Linked DNA regions of Zea mays: regions 1, 3 and 4 are each linked to region 2. A link is a contact called in public Hi-C data. All regions are on one chromosome and are shown on one strand. The core of a region is the stretch at or near the end of the contact, and the rest is flanking DNA. Distances in the headings are between cores, read along the strand shown. Region 1 holds the start of LOC100275072. Region 2 holds the start of LOC100282513 (40S ribosomal protein S29-like). Region 3 has its middle 27 kb from the start of LOC103629153. Region 4 holds the start of LOC100275221.

Evidence for each region. A called contact is a pair of places that touch in the nucleus more often than the background predicts.
Region 1: a Hi-C map of ear shows a contact between it and region 2, with 5 times the contacts expected there. The contact joins the promoter of LOC100275072 here to the promoter of LOC100282513 in region 2. A contact is called at or near these places in 5 of 25 Hi-C or Micro-C datasets (ear, leaf, seedling and 1 more).
Region 3: a contact with region 2 is called in a Hi-C map of leaf, with 4 times the contacts expected there. The contact joins the enhancer-like site here to the promoter of LOC100282513 in region 2. A contact is called at or near these places in 3 of 25 Hi-C or Micro-C datasets (ear and leaf).
Region 4: a contact with region 2 is called in a Hi-C map of leaf, with 8 times the contacts expected there. The contact joins the promoter of LOC100275221 here to the promoter of LOC100282513 in region 2. A contact is called at or near these places in 9 of 25 Hi-C or Micro-C datasets (ear, leaf, leaf mesophyll and 3 more) and 2 of 3 datasets of contacts at active chromatin or transcription factors (leaf and seedling).

The regions. Positions count from the first base shown.
Region 1 is chr6:30,369,141-30,372,240 of Zm-B73-REFERENCE-NAM-5.0, forward strand. LOC100275072 reads right to left here and starts at 1,414. Exons shown (of 4, transcript NM_001149261.1): 1 at 1,201-1,414; 2 at 1,033-1,077; 3 at 508-540; 4 at 92-433. The coding sequence starts at 1,240. The coding sequence ends at 255.
Region 2 is chr6:29,946,423-29,949,362 of Zm-B73-REFERENCE-NAM-5.0, forward strand. LOC100282513 (40S ribosomal protein S29-like) reads right to left here and starts at 1,255. Exons shown (of 3, transcript NM_001159462.2): 1 at 1,152-1,255; 2 at 648-747; 3 at 1-27. The coding sequence starts at 1,213. The coding sequence ends at 19. LOC103630926 (a long non-coding RNA gene) reads left to right here and starts at 1,464. Exons shown (of 4, transcript XR_002262999.2): 1 at 1,464-1,572; 2 at 1,697-1,927.
Region 3 is chr6:30,232,108-30,234,863 of Zm-B73-REFERENCE-NAM-5.0, forward strand. No RefSeq gene overlaps it. Among protein-coding and RNA genes, the nearest start is that of LOC103629153, 27 kb to the left of the region's middle. Within about 2 kb of position 1,469, at least 17 of the 20 cell types and tissues checked have an H3K27ac peak or open chromatin away from gene starts, as enhancers often do. A contact at or near this core is called in ear and leaf, where this site is marked.
Region 4 is chr6:30,310,117-30,312,990 of Zm-B73-REFERENCE-NAM-5.0, forward strand. It overlaps LOC100275221, which reads left to right and starts at 1,510. Exons shown (of 3, transcript NM_001149360.2): 1 at 1,510-1,705; 2 at 2,610-2,726; 3 at 2,826-2,874. The coding sequence starts at 2,667.

The DNA of each region.
Region 1 (3,100 bases), core at 164-2,663, 420 kb after region 2:
TTTACAACATAAAGCACAGCAATAAATGATAGTGACGGGCCTTCAACCATGAAAAGTAAATGAATAGCATGTAGGGCAAATATTAGCGTCATTTCTTCCTAATTGAAAATTCCATCCATTAACAACTTCTGGTTACAACAGAAATGACCATAAGTGTAGCATAACATTACTAACAAAGAACTCACATGTATGTAATTAAACTGCAACTCAGCACACAGAACTCAGTCTCTGTGGATTTTGTGGTAGCAGGAATACTAGCCATAAGGATGAGACTTTTCAGCAAGCTCGGGTGAAACAACTTTTTGTGATTCATCTCCTCCAGCCTTCTTCTGAAATTCAATGCCCTGGAACTGGACTCTTGAAGATCGATACTGACAACCAAAAGCATTTCCAAAGCCCCATCCTAGTCCAAGACCAACTCCGCAGCCCCCACCTATTTTTAACAAGATGGATTTTAGAAATCTACTAGCAAGGAAATGTAAGTGAATATAGGCTTAGAAGTAGTACCAATACCCAAGCCGAACGTGTTAAGAGGCATTCCTGGGTAGAAAAGCAAACCAAAAGCATGTCATTTCTTGATCATGAATACACATTTTCATTGAATATTACTCCCCCCAATCACAAATAAGTGACATTTTGGGTTATCTAAAACGAATCATTTTAAACATTTGTTGCATATTACTAAGTAGCTTCATAAAAGTATACTTTACTATGATCATGTTGGTAATGTGATAGGAACCAATCCATATACACAATGTTGGTCCCTAGTCCCTATTTAGCAGTAAACAGATATTAAGCAACTTGGAAAGAATCGCATGGGAAAGGGAAACAACTTGGGACTGAACTGCAACCGCATGCTTGTCCTGTAAATAATTTGATAGCCATTTTACCGCCAAATACAGCCAACACGAAATCAACAACACAGAATCCAAAAAAGGATCTCGCTAGTTCAATTTGACAAGTTAAGATTTCTAATACACGCCTACACCAAAAAGAAACAAATTAATCACGCGAAAATGAGCATGCTCTCACCTCCGAACCCCCACCCGACGCCGAACCCGCAGCCGACACCGAACCCTGCACCGGATCAAACAGAAAAAAAAATGAATTCAGCAAACCAAATAAGGAGCGAGAATCAGAGAGAGCAACGTCAAGGTCTGATCTTGGCGCCTGAAATGATGGGGCCTTTGGTTCACTCACCGATCCCAATCCCGGGGCCAGTGAATGTGCTGACAACCATGGCTCCCTCCCTCCTGCTCCTTCCCCCTGTGGATGGACGAGAGAAGAAGCCAAGAAAAAGCGAACCCGACCCTGTGGCCTGCGCATTACTCCGGACTCCGGTGGTGAAGATGAGGTGACGTCAGCGACAAATCGGCCGGGCCGTATTGGGTCTACACACCGGCTGACGGGCTTTGCCGTTGCTTTGGGCTAGGTTCACCTTTCTAGCGCAACTACAAACGGAAAGGCCCCTATAGCTAAACCAGCGTCCGACTAGCGGGATAAACTTTTGGGCCCTCGGTGAGTAATACTTGACAGTTTTTCAGCTCTCGTTCATTTAATCCATATGAATTGGATATTTAATCCATATAAATTGAATGATATTAAGTCGGTTTAAATTCATAGCAAATTAAAATTTATTTTAATTTATTTTAAACCACTTTAATTTATATAGAATTATAATAACCGAACAAGGCCTAAGGACTTATTCGTTTTGATGCTTATCCATGTGGATTGACGGGATTTAGTTGGTTTAAATCTATAGTAAGTTAAAATCAGACTCAATGCCACCCAATCCACTCCAATCCACATGGATTGGGAATAACAGAACAAGACCTTATCGATTCCAAAGTCCGAATTGTTACCTAGGAACGTTATCTACTGTTAGTAGAGATGTCAATGAGTAAATAAATACCCACATAGTATTACTATCTCATACTCATACCCACTACAAAAAGATAACCTCATCGGATCACTTATATTGACTTGTGGGTATGGATTTACCCCAGAGTCACCTGTCGGGTTACCCCGTACCCAAAAAGATTCAACATATAGATATATACGGTAAGCACCATTGAACAAATATAATGAACTATAAAAAATATGAGTTATGAAACATCAAACTTAAATAAGTCGTGTGCCATAATTAAGCATCGCGCCATTTGATTTCTAACATTATAGATACATGAGGCTGCAAAAATCAAATTGCATGGCTAGGATTGTGCTTAGGTCTTTAGAAATATTATCTAATTACATAGTTGCACAAGAAACAACTATAAAATCTGCTTGGAAACTATACTTACACAATTGATTATAGTGCTGGGAAAAAAACCATAACCGAAACCCAAAACCGGAATACCCAAACCCAAATTACTCAAAACCCGAATTTTGTTCAAGAATTGTGAATGGTAATTTGTAAAACTCAAACTTATTTCAAGTAATTCGGATATTACAATCGGGTACCCGAATTACGCAGACTTTCATGTGTTATGTACTCATGTCATTGTTAATTATCAAATTGTGCATATATAATTATGTGTAAATGTGTATGAACTTGTAAACTTGTAATTGTAGATTGTTTGTGTTTTTACATGCATGTATATCATTATTCAAACTGTGTTTTGTACTAATTCAATAGGGTGTATATGTTTTATGAAGCTGACACAATATTTCAGGTAGTTCGGGAATACTCAAACCCAAAACTCCGGGTACCTGATTTTTTGGGTAATATAAAATCCACTGTAATTTCGGGTACATATTCTCAAAACCTGAATTTTAAATTACTCGAATTACCCCGACCTGAAACTTTCGAGTAACCCGAATGCTCACCCCTAATTGATTGGATGGTGTTAGGATCAGGATGAGCAGGGGTACGATAATCTATGGACTATGCCTGGCTGTATGTGGAATTCTATAGTAGAAAGAGATTATATAGCTAGGGTTTCATTTATTTTGGGCAAGGCCAAGTACTCAAGTTTATGCATTTTGGCTAAATTTGTACTGGATATTTTATACCCACCGGGTTAACGAGTATGGGTGATGTCGGGGGCGGTAATTAGGGACACCCTGATTATCCCCCTAACGAACGCACTCAGAGAAATAA
Region 2 (2,940 bases), core at 5-2,504:
GTCCATTCCCACCTGATTTCAGCGGTACTGCAACAAAAATATAGGCATTGCATTGGTTAAAGAGCAATAGTAAGTCAACCAAATTGGAGAAATTTCAAAAATATTGCCATGGGCAGCAAAATAATTGTAGGCACTTTATGTGCCATAGCCATACATTAATGTTTTCATGTCAACATGAAAAACATGTAACCACAATTCATTCTTTGAATAAAAAAAGACTACCAGCAAAGTGTAGGGCATGTTTCAACAAAATACCACAGCTGCACTTGCAAGAAAGGGAACAAAGTGCCAAAGAAACAGTCTAAATACATAGGAATGCCCTAAACTGCAAGATGTCGCCTAAAAGCTGGCAGTAACTAATTCATTAAAGAATTAAAGATGATAAAACAACAGATAAGTATCAGACACTTTACATCATAGAATCTTGGAGCCTTTTCCATGTTTACGATGGAGGCTAACTAAAAGCAGAATAGTGTCTAAATGGAGCTATTTCACAAATATTAACTAATGGATTTATCGGTCTTTCACTTTTTTCTTGTCGTGTTTTTTGATAGCAACTTTTCAGACTAAATATCCAATACAAAATCATAAAGCATTAATGATGCTAAGCATCATTCACACAGGAGTTTGAAGCTTATATTGCATACCTTGATGAAGCCAATGTCCTTGGCATTGCTGCGGAAGCACTGCCTGCAGCACATCAGCCCGTACTTCCTGATCAGTCCATGAGGGTTCGCACAGACACGGCTGTCAAAGTGAACAAGTTCCGCTAAGTACAACGCCACAATAAGGAGCATACCACTGCAGACTAAATAATAGTGCTTAGCTGAATTGTTGGAACTTATACTTGTGTGCCATACATGACAACAATGAACACAGACAAGTCCAGAATCAAACTGTCTGTAACCTGGGCAAACGATCCATAAAATTGGCTATAGTAAACCGCAATAATCAATTAACGTAACTAAGGAACCCTCGAATACACTACACAAACTCGAATCACATCGATCCAAAATCTAGTCCATAACTATCACCGATCGACGGAGGAACCTAAATCCACACAGAGCAAAAAATAAAAAGAAACTCCTACATCTATAAATTCGATTAAACGCATCAAAAAAAATATGTGCCGGTAAATGGAACACACGTACCAGACGCGGGATCCGGGCCCGTAGTTCTTGGGGTGCGAGTTCCAGACGTTGGAGTGCCCCATCGCCTCCTAATTCCGCCGCCGCCGCAAGCGTTCGTGGGGAAGAGATAGATGGAGTTCGGTGAGCACTGAGTAGCGGCGCCGTTGGGAGAAGCGGAATATATAGCTGACGCAGCGAGCGAAACCCTAAGCCAGGAGCAGACCCGATTGGGCCAAATGGCCCGTAGTTCCATAGTCCTGTAATTGGGCTGAAATGAACCTTCTGGGCCACATGGGCCATATGTGTCTGCGGTTTAGTCCAAGTCTCTCCCCACTCCCCAGGCTCGACGGCTCCGTTGGTTGATTCTGATTCGTCTCCTGTTGGCTGTTGCCTTCGACCGCCTCCACCTCGTCTCCGACGATGTCCTCCGTCGCCGGTGAGGGTACGTTGTGGTCCCAAATGGTGCGAACGTTCCGCGTAGCGCTGCACACCTCACACTCCAGGTTGTAGCTGCTTTTTTCTCTCTCTTTAACATCCGCTCGGTCGCGTCCGTGCGTTTCTGCCAGGGGAAGGAGAGGGAGGAGGACGGCGCCGACGGGAGGAGCCAAGGAGCCAACAACATGAGGACGGGGTCGAGGTGGCCGACGGAAAACTGGATTTGGGTGACCTTTACGGCGCGGCGGCGGGGTGGGTAGAGGCGCGGACCAGCTGCCCGCACCTCGGCACCATGCCGCCCGCTGGTGCTGAATTGCTGATGACCTTGCTCGCGTGCCTCCGCCCGACTCTCCGTGCTCCAGGTTCGGGGCACCTCCTTCCTGCTCGAATTCTCTGTAGATTCTTTGGAATTCCCCGCAGTTCAATTTTCCGGAACAACACTGAGATGATCAGTTTAACATGTAGAAGAACAAAGTTTTTTTAGTTGCTGACAAGGTGATTACTGATTGTGGATTGTCACTGAAAATGTTGTGGCCACACAATTGCATGTTCAGAATCTATCGATTGTTTCTTTGGTTCAACCAAAAGTATTATGTTATCAACTGATACAAATTGTAGTTCAGTTATGTTCATAAAAATCATTAGGTAATTTAGGTCTTCACGATTGGGTTGATCAGTGATTCACTGGGATTGGATGTTGATCTACCTGGGGCGAGCCATTAACTGTGCACTGCTCGGACTGGTGTTCATTGCATTGCTCTGCGAATTGCAAGATTGATAGCAGGATAGCTTAGCCTCTGCATAGCTCTTGCAATGCTTTCAGTGAGAGAATCTGCATTACTTGCTCCATTCATGGGAATGCACTTTGTGTCACTAAGACCGTTTTCAGCAGTTCACCTATATGGTAACCCAAAAAACACTGCTTTGCACCATAGACTGCACTGTTCGCAGAGCGGAGTATGGATATGGGGATGGGTAAGTTGCTGGAGATAACCTAAGGGATTGGTGATGGCGACTTTGCTTTAGGTTATCCTTCTGCTGATTAATTGCCTTGCTCACTAATGGTCAGTTTGAGTTGATATTAATAACTAAGTCTTGATTGAGAACCAATAAACCTGTCAAGAGGTTGCTGAAGAGGGTTCATATTCTTCTCTTGCAATGCTTTCAGCGAGGGAATCTGCATTACTTGCTCTATTCATGAGAATGCACTTTGTGTCACTAAGACCGTCTTCAGCAGTTCACCTATATGGTAACACAAAAAACACTGCTTTGCACCATAGACTGCACTGTTTGCAGAGCGGAGTATGGATATGGGATGGGTAAGCTGCTGGAGATAACCTAAGGGATTGGTGATGGCGACTTTGCTTTAGGTTAT
Region 3 (2,756 bases), core at 219-2,718, 290 kb after region 2:
AAATGACAAATTCAAATTAATTCCATAAATTAATCATGCAAGAGTCTTGAGCAGCTCATGACCGCGAGCACGGCTAGTATACTCGTTTTACACTCTGCAGAGGTTGTACCCTATACCCACAAGTCATGTATCCCATCTAGCCAGGGTTAGCTAGACCCATAGACACTACCGAGGTGAATGGCTAGGGATCCACTACGAGGCCTTTACAAAGTTCCACTAGCTTCAGTAAACCTGCTACAGTTTCTAGGAAGAGCAATGGAGGAATCCCCCGTCTAACCGCCATCGCAGCAAAATCAACTCGAGAACCTCCCTACACGCCTACTCCCCTACTGCTCTTGCCCTTTCGGGTAAGGTAGTCCTCCACTAGCTTTCCTAGTTAGTCAGCCAAGGGTGTCCCATTCCACCCTTGTTGTGGCACGTGTTTCTCAAGTTAAGCTCGATGTTCCAGTTAACATAGTGGTATTATCATGAAAAGAAATAAAACAGTAATAAAGAATGGTCATGTATAATAGTTATCTCAACACCCAAAACCATATATAGCAATAAAAAAGACTACCCAAAAGTTCAGGGGTAAACAAGGTGAAAAGATAACTAGACTAGGGTGACCTATTGGGTCCCATAAAAATTAAGACTATGCATGATAAAATGATTATATAGAACATTATTGGGTAAATAAAAGTGGTCAAGGGCACAACTTTCCTTCAATGAGCTCCTGCTCAACAACTTCTACCTGTTGAACACCTCGATCCTCGGCCACTGGCTCGTCTAGTCGCCATAATATAAACAAACATGGTACAAGGGAGAAAATAACATCACACCAAACATGAATTCAGAATACATAATAATAATATACGCATCGAAACGATATCGTAGGAACAAGAATCACTAAATTCGGAGTTACGGATTTTATGTTATGATTTTCCGAAGTTTTTGTGTATTTGTTACAAAATTAACTAAGTGATCAATTTTAATATGGGTATCATGCTAAAACAGAGATACTAAATGGTAAACGATATTAATACCAAATTATAGAAATTGGAATGGACTAAAAAGAAGTTAAAATGAATTTTCTCGGAATTAAACAAGTTTCTACAATTGTTTTAGTACCAAAAACCCTTTTTATATTTTATATTTCATTTAACAACACCCTGGACTGCGCACAGGATTACTGAAGAATATATGGGCTACATCATAAAAATTCTTAAGACTCAGATTCAATCTGTGTGGGACTGCGGGTTGTTTATCAATAAATCCAGGGACTCTTTTGTAAAGCCACCGACCAAAGAGGTATCCAGGAACCCCAGACGTCAGATTAGAAATCAACGGTGCCGATTAGATCGATTACATAAACGGATCATTATGCAGTGCCGATGGTCCGATCCAAAATCTATGCTCCATATTTCCCCGTGTCCAGATCTAGTATGATTCTCACGATCTCCAACCAACAACCACGATTCACTGGCCGCCAATTGGTAACCCATAGCTAATCTCGACCGTCGACTATGGATCAGACGGTGTGCGGTCTATCTCCCTCATCTGACCGCGACCGGCGGTGGTGGCGCCCTGGAGGTCAAATCGTGCCGGCGAACTCTTCCTGCCCGGTGATTCAGAGCACCATACTTCGATTCTACTAGCGCTAAATGAAGAGGACGACCGCACGAACACGGAGGACGTATACTCACCGACGGTTATGGCGTCGAGTCTCCTGGCGACGATGTGGTGCGGCTTGAGCGCCAACCAAGACTTCAGTGAGGAATTCCCGGTGATGTAGGGGCCAATCCCGCCGACTATGTTGTGGAGGCCTTTCCCCTCGGTCTGTAGATGGCTCCGGACTCCACACACGGCGCGGATGGCGGCTCGGTGAAAAGTTCCTCCGCAGCGGCACCACACTTCCTCTCCCTCTCTGGTTTGCGACGTGGCCAGGGTTTCCAAGGTTCAGGATGGTGCGGACGGGTCCCAGGGGCGCTAAATATGGACATGAGTGGTGGCCGAGGAGTCCGGAAGGTGGATGGCTAACTGGTCGGTCCTGGGGAAATTGCAACGATGGTTGCGCGCGGGGAAGAAGTACAGTGGAGGGGGGCCACCCGTCATTGGGACCAAGGAAACACAGGCGGGCGGGAAACCGACAAACCGGGCCTACATACAGGCGCGCGCAAATAGACTTACGGCCAGACCCCACCTGACACCGAGGGAGAACTCAGCAGCCCGCGGGATCCCAGCACGCGCGGGGATGGGCCAAGTGGGCTGATTTCGGGGGTGTTGGCCCATGCGACATGTTAGGGTTTTCCTTTTCTTTTCCTTTTTATTTTCCTTTCTCATTTTAGATTTCAAATTTTGAATTTGAATTTTTTTTGTGAACATGCACATATATGAAATGTACAAATTCAAATCTAGTGATGAACAGAATATATTTATTTATGTATTTATTTCCTTTATGTTATGTGGCATTTTCTTCTCTTTCTTTATTATTCCCCATTCCTAAATATTCAAATTAGGTATTAATCTCCAATTTGGACATTAATTTATTTCTGTCTCTATGGTCAATATTATCATTAAATACACAACTAAATAACTCCAACATGATGCACAAGTTGTTCATGTCTCATTTGTTAATTGTTCACTTTTAGGTGTGGTTATTCACATGTTCAAATAAATAGAGGCAAATCATATAAGGAAAATATATCCTTTCTTTCTCTTTACAACTTGAGTATTACAAAACATATCCACCATCACATTATATGATTTTATTCACAGTA
Region 4 (2,874 bases), core at 260-2,759, 360 kb after region 2:
CGCGAGATTAGATGGATAATCACTCGCGGGATAAAGATTCCAGCCTGAATTATTGTAATCGCGGACCATCCGGGGCGCAGGCTGTTCGGGCTACATGGCCAGACCATCTGGCCATCCAGGTGTCAAATTTGGTGCTCAGCGCTGGGTAAAAAATACAACTATGTATATTAACCACATGCATATGGACGTTGTACCAAGTAATAACAACTAATAAAAAAACAAAGAACAGTGCTGCAAATAATACAGACAACTATCTTCGCAAAAAAAAACGAAAAAATGATAAAGACAAACAGAATCATATTGTGGTTGTGAACAACCAAAGTATCAAACAGAACGACACGTCCTGTTAACCAAAGGTGAAGTAGTGTACAAGACACATCCAGCTAGCTAATCCCTGGGGAGAGAGGTGACAGAGACCTGCATGAAATGGCAATGAGAAGGAAAATGACAGGGCTGACACCATGGTCTGGAACTAATCATACAGGCCAGAATTTTTCAGGCCCTGACTTGTCGCAATCCCTGGAATAACTCCAAATCCCCAGTGAGAATGAGCAGTTTGTTGCTTGCGTCGCAGAAATCTGAGGGAGGGTGTGGCGGGGACCAGGCCAACACATGTTACTGTTACCAACCGCTCCACATAACTCGCCATCCAATCACATTGCACAATCTAGAGAAAGGCCTGCATATGAAGCCAACACATGATCCAACTTCAATTCTGAATCTGGTCAGGATTGACTGCTGGATCTAGGTTTTGCCGGTACAGATCAGAGCTACAGATCCACTGACCGCTGTAATAAAAAGATATACGTTATGGTAAAAACGGCAAGGCCTCGTGCTTACTTTATTCATGCTATCTCAATCATGTGATGCTAACCTTGCTAAGATAGATGGCCCTCTGACTTTGGATGACAGTAATGTAAGTGCATGCATTATTTGAGACAAGTGGTGATGATAACCTTAATCCATTGAACATGTGACCATGAGATCCAAAACATTGCATGCCTAGCTGTCTGTTCAGTGCTCCTTTTTGTGCTGATCCAGCAATAACATTTAAAACTGACATGGCTACCTACACAAACCCATGGGGAGAGGTAACAACTACTGCTCAAAATCAAACAGAGAGCTAGAATTAGAATCCAGTTGCATGGGGATCGAGAGAGATCAAATCTCTTTCTATTCAATTTTGACTAACAAGACATTTAATCCCTTTCAATTCACTTCTAACCGAACAAGCCACTAAGGATGTGTATATATAGCTGGAGTGGGGGCACATAAGAATTTCGGTGCTGCAAGAACGAAGAATATAATAGCTGGGGCTTCTTATCTTGGCCCTATCCTTTTCTTGGCACTACATAGGAGCATCTTGGGAGCCTTTATCACATATGAACTCCATTGGCCTAAATGACATGGATTTGTTTGGCATGCCCACAGGGAGGGGTCCACCATGACAGTAAAACAAATGACAGGGGAGAATCTTAAATCCCCTCCTCCACCCCCTCCTGCCTCACCAGATTTGATACACATGCAAATCCTGCTGGCTGTTGCTTCTCAGCAGGGCCAAAATCCGTTCCTTTGGCCTAGCAGTAGCTACCACTACCAGGAGATCTTCTTCTTCCCCCCCCCCCCCCCCCCCACCCCCCCCCCCCCTCCCCTCCTGTGAGAGGTGCCCAACAGCTTCGTCAGAGGAATCAGCACTTCAGCGGAGGTGAGCTCAAGGCCCCCTTGCGTCGTTTTATCTCGCTCTTGATCCTTGTCGCTTCCAAGAACCGCCCTTGGGCCTGCCCGGCCTTCATGGACCATTCTGAAAGCTTGCATGCATGTCGTCGTCATGTTCTTGCCTGGTCGTCGTGCTTTTGTAATTTCATTCATGGTCAAGGAGCAGCTGCTCCAAAAATCTAGTGTTGTAAAGAAAGAAATCAGCTTTTCGGAGTTCCCTTCAGGATCAGTTAAGACACGAAGGCATACTTTTGTTTGGAAACATAATGAAGCAGAATTATGATACAGATATCATCTTCCCCTGGTTCCTTCCAGAATTCTACCTGCGAGAATTTTTAGACGTTAGTACACTATAAGCGTGTATTTTTTTTTTGCATAAATATGTGGAGAGAAATTTCTGCTTCTGTACCATTGTGGTCGTCCGGGATCCAATTACAGCGCAAAGACAGTTATATTATTTTACGTTGCTACAGATCTGTATCTGTTACTTTTTTTTTCCATTAAGATCACGGTGGTATCCATTCACGTACTCCTAACCAAACAGCACATATATGTCAGTGGAGGACAACGTGAAAGTGCAGACTGCCAAACCTATGGACAAGCATATAACTCAATTGCAGGTGTACAAGCACATAGGACAAATTCTCATTTGATGTTTAGATTGCATATAACTACAACAATGTAGCACCACATTTATTATGATATCTTTGGATACTCATCATTCAACTTATTACTACAATAAATTAAATGCGCCATCCCCTATCCGACAGGGAAGAGCTCTTCAAATCAAAGATGAATAGAAAAATTCAGTAACTTATTCAGTTGACCGCTAGAAACTGTTACCATCGCAGGCAAATGTGCTAGCATCTCACATCCGTTTCTACTTGTTGCAGACACACAGTCCAGGCCATCGAACTGATACTTGTGTGGTGGCGCGGGCAGAGATCAAGATGGAGAAGGAACACATCAAGATGGCCATGCTGAGGCAAGAACAGACATTCAGACAGCAGGTAAACCATGTCTCGCCGGAACTGCCGGCTCACGAAGTAGAGTAGTATCCATAGACTTCGTAATGCTGAAAAAAAACTGTTCAATGGTCACTTCTCCAGGTTCACGAGCTGCACCGCGTGTACCAGGTTCAGAAGCAGCTGATGATGC